Regions from separate parts of the Oryctolagus cuniculus genome. Here region 2 is linked to region 1. The links are chromatin contacts, called in public Hi-C maps. All regions are on one chromosome and are shown on one strand. The core of a region is the stretch at or near the end of the contact, and the rest is flanking DNA. Distances in the headings are between cores, read along the strand shown.

Evidence for each region. Hi-C and Micro-C count contacts between places; a contact is called where the count stands out from the background.
Region 2: a Hi-C map of psoas muscle shows a contact between it and region 1, with 3 times the contacts expected there. The contact joins the enhancer-like site here to the promoter of DCAF6 in region 1. A contact is called at or near these places in 2 of 6 Hi-C or Micro-C datasets (liver and psoas muscle).

The regions. Positions count from the first base shown.
Region 1 is chr7:30,796,084-30,799,136 of mOryCun1.1, reverse strand. DCAF6 (DDB1 and CUL4 associated factor 6) reads left to right here and starts at 1,649. Exons shown (of 22, transcript XM_070077388.1): 1 at 1,649-1,997. MPC2 (mitochondrial pyruvate carrier 2) reads right to left here and starts at 2,492. Exons shown (of 5, transcript XM_002715737.5): 1 at 2,076-2,492. The coding sequence starts at 2,184.
Region 2 is chr7:30,901,029-30,904,025 of mOryCun1.1, reverse strand. ADCY10 (adenylate cyclase 10) reads right to left here. Exons shown (of 33, transcript NM_001082153.1): 22 at 1,310-1,379; 23 at 772-1,003. Among named protein-coding and RNA genes, the nearest start is that of ADCY10, 76 kb to the right of the region's middle. Within about 2 kb of position 1,520, at least 2 of the 8 cell types and tissues checked have an H3K27ac peak or open chromatin away from gene starts, as enhancers often do.

The DNA.
Region 1 (3,053 bases), core at 400-2,899:
GGATTTAAACTGGTGCTTATACGGGATGCGGCAGCTTAACTTGCTGTGCCACTGCACCAGCCCCCAAAACATATTCTTGTTACCTGTCTAGACATAACTTGTCAGTGATAAAATAAAATCTCAAAAAAAATTTATAAATCAGTAATGTTTGAGTTCTGACCCTTAGTATTTTACCATTCCATATATATATATATATTCTGAGATTTAAAAACATTTATTAGACTCAAAGACCTCCAGCCAGAGTGGCATGGAGGGGGGCTCCAAGAGAGGAAAAAAACCCAAAGGGCCCCGAGGCACTGGGGTTTTTAAGCACAATTTTGAAGGAAAAAAACCTTGACAATGAGGTTGGAGTTCAGTTACTAGGCGGGGAGCATATCCTTTAAAAATGCCTGATAGGTGAATCTAGTCTCAAGTTTAAACAATGATTCAACAGCAAACATTGTTATGTAAAACAGTATGCAAAATCCTTAAATATTCACTCTGGACAACTACTGGAGCAATAATTAGCATTTCCTCAGATTTTACTCAATACCAATGAGTCAGCAGTTATTTTTATCATACTTCTTTATTTAAAAAATTGGAGTGCCTACAACTCTTCAGCATACATAAGTCTGCAGTGAGGAATTAACTTTTGTTGCCAGTGAAAGTGCAAGCATGACAGCCATATCACTGAACCCTTGCGAGAGAGTCCTTAAAAGGTCATAATTATCATCCCCATTTTACAGACTAGAAAACTAAGACTTGGGAATGTAAGGTCAAGGTCACATAGCCAAGACTCAAACCTAGGTCTGTTTGGTTTCTACGCCTGTGTTCCTTCTACCACACTGAAATGGGATTAAAATACCCAGACCAACCCAAGTGTGCCCAGATGAAATGCACACAATCTGCTCTTATTCTGAAAGTGGAGCAAGTGTTCCAAGCAAAAATTACAGGCAGCCACAAGCGAAGCCTTTGGACAAGAACAATGGAGACTACCTTCCCTTTCCCTATTAAGGTGTTCAGAACTGTTTCTCCTCTACCCAGAGCTTAGGAAGGTCGGAGCTAACTCCACACTATTCAGAGGACTCCGTAATGCCCTGATGATTACGAAGCAGAGCCCAATCCTCCCTCTGAAAAACCTTGGCCACAAAACACAGCACTATCCCCCCAAATCGACTGCTATATAAAAAAACTAAGAGGTAAATGAACTTCATTAATCACCATGTCCCCGTGAAGAGCCGTTTTATGGTGTATTTCGTCTTGCAGTAGGCAACATTAAGGGTTAAGCTACGGTCTGAAGGTGTAGTTCACTTCGTTATCTAACTGGAAATCAGACTTAGTAACTAGCTCAGACTCCGGAGGGCGGCTGCGGAGTCAGAGAAGCGGGGGGGACCCCGGACACCGACTGGGGACTATAGATTTACCAAGCAGGGGGGAAAGCCACTTTTGGGGAGGGGGGCACTTCCATCTTCCCATTCAAAACACAGTTTCTCGTGTGCTGAGCTTGGGGGAGACCTCAGGATACAGAGGTCTGAAATAAAGAGCCGGGTGGGCATTATTCGCTCAGCCACGGGCACCCTGTTTCCCACTGGGACAGGAGAGTGAACGCGGAGCGTGGCATTCCCGCATCCACCGCGCAGAGATCTGCCATTCCGCCCAAGGTCACACCTATGGCAAACGGGAAAGGGGACTCACGCCCGGGTCCGACCGGCACACCTGGGGGCAGACTGAGGCACGCGGGCCCACGACCTCTGCTCCGCACCCTGCGGGGCGACACTCCCACACCGCGGCGCGCGGGGCCCACGGCGGCGCGGCGAGGCGAGGCTCTCCCGCGGCTGCCGGCGTGGAGGCGGCCAGATGTGGAGGCCGGGGCCGGGCTGCAGCGGCGCCACAGAGAGAGAGGTCCGGAAGGGCGCCGCCTGCACGCCTCCCGCGGTCGGGGGAGCCGCGGGATGACAGAAGGTGAAACGCAGAGGGCGGACAGGGGCTGGCGCTGCGGGATGTCGCCAGCAGCACAGGTACCGGCGGGTCTCTGAAAGGCGCCTTTTGGAGGGAGGAGAAAAGGTCTCGTGGGGGAGCCAGGCTGGGGCCATTACCTGCCGGGTGGTTGTACAACGGTCTCAGTTTCTCGGGCAGCATCAGCTCCACTTTATCCAGGAGCCGGTGGTAGGTGGCCCGCAGGCCTCGGGCGCCGGCGGCTGACATGTCGGCCGCCGAGTGATCGCGGGCAGCCGGATGGGAGCGTTGCTGTGTCCTCGCTCCTGGCTGACAACGAAGGGCAGCTCGTCCCTCTCCCTTGCCACAGCGCCTCGCGTCCGCTTTCCACCAGGGTGCCCTTCGCCGCGGCTCGCTTGCCCCCGGGCAAACCAGCCAGCGGCCCGCGCCCGGAGAGGGCTCAGGGGGCGGAGGCTGCGGGACAGCCCGCCCAGGCCCGCCTCCTGCCCTCCGCGGAGGGAGCGGGAGGAGGAGTCATGGCAACAGGTGTCAGAGGGATTGCCTCACCGAGGCCGCCCAGCGCCCCGCCGGCAGCGCGCTTGCGCAGGAGGAGCGGCCCGCCGCGATTGGCTCGCCCCGCCGTGTGGGCGGGGCCGAGCGGGCCCCTCCGCCTTCTCCTTCCTGCCCTCGAAGCCATGTTGGAGTAGGGAAAGTGAAGCTGCACTCGCTCTCTCATGCCCCATCGCTCGGACTATTGGAGGCCCGTAGTTAAAATGGGCTTTTCGGGCCTTCCGTGCCCCAACTAAAGATGACGCCGCACATCAGCTCTTGGCTTCCTTTGACCCGAGACGCGTGAACGAGACTACACCTCCCAGCGGCTTCTTTCTCTACTGCTCTTCCATCCATAGAGAATTAAGAGCTTGGCTAGAGTGGCCTGAAGCCCCTTTTCCTGGGTGAGGGCAGCCGTGACGCACCGCGGCCTCAATCTCGGGGGTGGTCGTTATCTCGCGAGAACGGCTGGGCGGGGCGGGCGTTCACAGGAGGAGAGGGCGGAGCCCGGCCGCCGCCGCCTCCGCCTCCGCCTCCGCCTCCTGGGGGAGGGGGGCCGAGGGAGGGGACTGTTGCTGATCTCTGGATGT
Region 2 (2,997 bases), core at 271-2,770, 110 kb before region 1:
GTCAAAAAATAAAAATAAATAAATAAATAAAAAGTTGCCGAAAAGTGGAAGTAAAAGCTAAGCTTATTTTAATACAAAAACATGTTGAGTCCCAGGAAGAGAAGTGGATAGCCCTGGGGGCCGACTTTCTAAAACCTGTGCCTTCCCAAGCCCAGTTAACTCCACAAGTTTGGCAGTTGGCTTTTTCATAACACGAATTTTCTGTGAACTCGTTGAAGACCCCTCATGGTAGCCAATCCTCTCATAGCTAGGGGCGTGTTGCCCTGGCACCTGACTCACAATTACCACAGAGAAACAGTCACGTGCTTCACTGGTGTACAGATACGTGTGATAACTGGGCACAGATCTTGTGAAGAGAAAAATGGGTGTGCCTCTTGGGGACATCGCAAGACTAAAACCAGCTGTGCACTGTTGGAAAGAGGACTGCGTGCTCACGGGTATTTGGAGACGACAGAGGCTAAGTGCCCCCGGATGTCACTGAGGGAGGGTATTTTAGACCTGACGCACTGCCACTCAGAGTCTCCCTGTATCATTTGGGGAATGAGATATGACCCCTTGGCTCATGGCAAGGTTCCCGAGGCAGCAGTATTTTAAATGTGGCTCTTCCCGACTGCCTTTTCTGAGTCTGAGATCATTTCCCCCTCCGAGCAATGTGATCGTCACAGGAAAGGGGCCTGGCAGGAAGTGAGGACGTGCAGCGATGAAGCCACCTTGGAACTTCCCTTGGGGCTCTGTGGGTGCACGTTCTGGGGTGCAGTAGGCACAGCTTACCATGTAATTGTCGCCCAGGGTGAGATACGCAGATGTGATTTCTAGGAAGTAATACAAGGCCTTGTTGTTTTCTCCCAAAGCCAGGAAATGCTGGGCCAGAGGCAAGATGACAATCTCTAGGATCTCCTCACACTGGCAGGATTCCAGAGGGATGATGTCTTCCTTCGACGTCTTCATTTTCGTTAGGATGACGTCAAAGAACCCTAAGATCCTTTCCCCTATTTCTTCAGGGCTGTTCAAATGCAGACATAGAGTGGTAGTAACCGGTAGATACAGTATGGCCTTTAATATGAAAATGTCTTTAAAAACTAGCCAAAGAGCAACTGGCAGCTTTTAATAGGAAAAAAAGCTTTAAAAACTAACAAAAGAGCAAGATGCTAAAACCCAATGTAGAGACTGCTGGCCATGCACCCACCCCCATACTTGCCCACTAGGACCCAAGAGGCCAATAGTAGCAACCAGACAGATGCTTCTGCTCGAGGGTCAAATTCAGCAATCGTTTGTGATCTACTCCCTAAACAATGATGTATGCCTGTACCTGAGGTTTTCGGAAAATAACTCAGAGTTCTTAGGGATCCCGGCTCTGGAAATCTTGATCTCTTCCTCAGCTAGAAAATAAACAAACAAGTGAGTGGCATGGCTCCTGGAAGTGTGTGGTATCCACCAAAGACTCCAGTTTCCTTTTCAGGACATGGGGTTGCTGCTGCCCAGCCAGGAACTACATTTCCCACAACCCACTGCCTCAGCGGGAGTCATGTGGTTAGTCCCCATATTAGAACCAGATCAGATATGTGTCACCTCTGTCCTGAGATATTCCTGTGTCCTCTCTACCCTGTCCTTCCACAGGCAAGCAAATAATTCTGAGCCACTAAGGGACAGCAAAACTGTGAGTGAGGAGAAGCTGGGTCCCTATGTAACTGCACACTAATTTGTCAAAACGTTCATGGGATTATTACATGGGCAGAGAATAAACTATCATTCTACAAGTATTGTGTTCAGCCACTGAAATGCTGGTGTTAGTTACAGCAGGTGGCATTTTCTTAACTCATTCAGCCTGCAGTAACTATAACTACAAATTAACAATCCTGCAGAAAGCAACATCAGTTTCTAGTGGAGAAATGGAGATATTTTAATGAACACCCCCCCCCCCAAAGGCTGACTACAGGGCCATGAAACTTGAATTTAAAACATTTAGTCTGAGGGCTAGAGTTGTGGCACAGCAGGTTAAGCCACATTTGCAATGCTGGCATCCCATACTGAGTCCCGGCTGCTCCACTTCAGTGCAGATTCCTACTAATGTGCCTGGGGAGGCAGTGGATAATGGTCCAAGTACTGGAGCCCCTGCCACCCATGTGGGAGACACCAGAATGGAGTTCCTGGCTCTTGGCTGCAATCTGACCCATCCCTGGCTGTTGCGGCCATTTGGTGATCTCTCTCTCCCTCTCTCTCTCTCTCTCTCACACACACACACACTCTGCCCCCACCCCCACTTTGTCTCTCTCATTCTACCTTTCAAACAAGGGGAGGGTTGCGGGTAGGAGGGAAGTTATGGGGGGGGGGAAGCCATTGTAATCCATAAGCTGTACTTTGGAAATTTATATTCATTAAATAAAAGTTAAAAAAAAACAAATAAATCTTTAAATATAAAGAAATAAAACTTTTAGTCTAGGGGCAGGCATTTGGCGCAGTGGGATGCCTACATGCTTGCTTTGAGTCCTGGCTCTGCTTCTGATTCCAGCTTCCTGCTAATACGCATCCTTGGAAGCAGCAGGTGATGACTGAAGTACTTGGGTTCCTGCCAACCATATGGGGAGGCCCAGATTGAGTCCTAGGCTTCTAGCTTTGAACTGGCCCAGCTCTGGCTGCTATGAGCATTTGGAGAGTGAGCCGGCAAGTAGATGGAAGATTTCTCTCTCTCTCTCTCTCCTTCTCTCTCAAATAATAAATAAATAATTAAAAAAAAAAAAAAACCTTTAATCTGAGTTGGCCATTTGGTCTGGCGCTTAAGATGCCACCCGTGGTTTGAGTTCCAGCTCTGTTACCAAGTCCAGTTTCCCACCACTGTGTACCTTGGGAGGCGCTGGTGATGGCTCAAGTGGTTGGGCATTTTTTTTTAAAGATTTATTTATTTATTTGGAAGGCAGAGTTACAGAGAGGCAGAAGCAGAGAAAGACAGAGGTCTTCCATCTGCCAGTTCACTCCCGAGATGGCCCAGGCGGCGGCCAG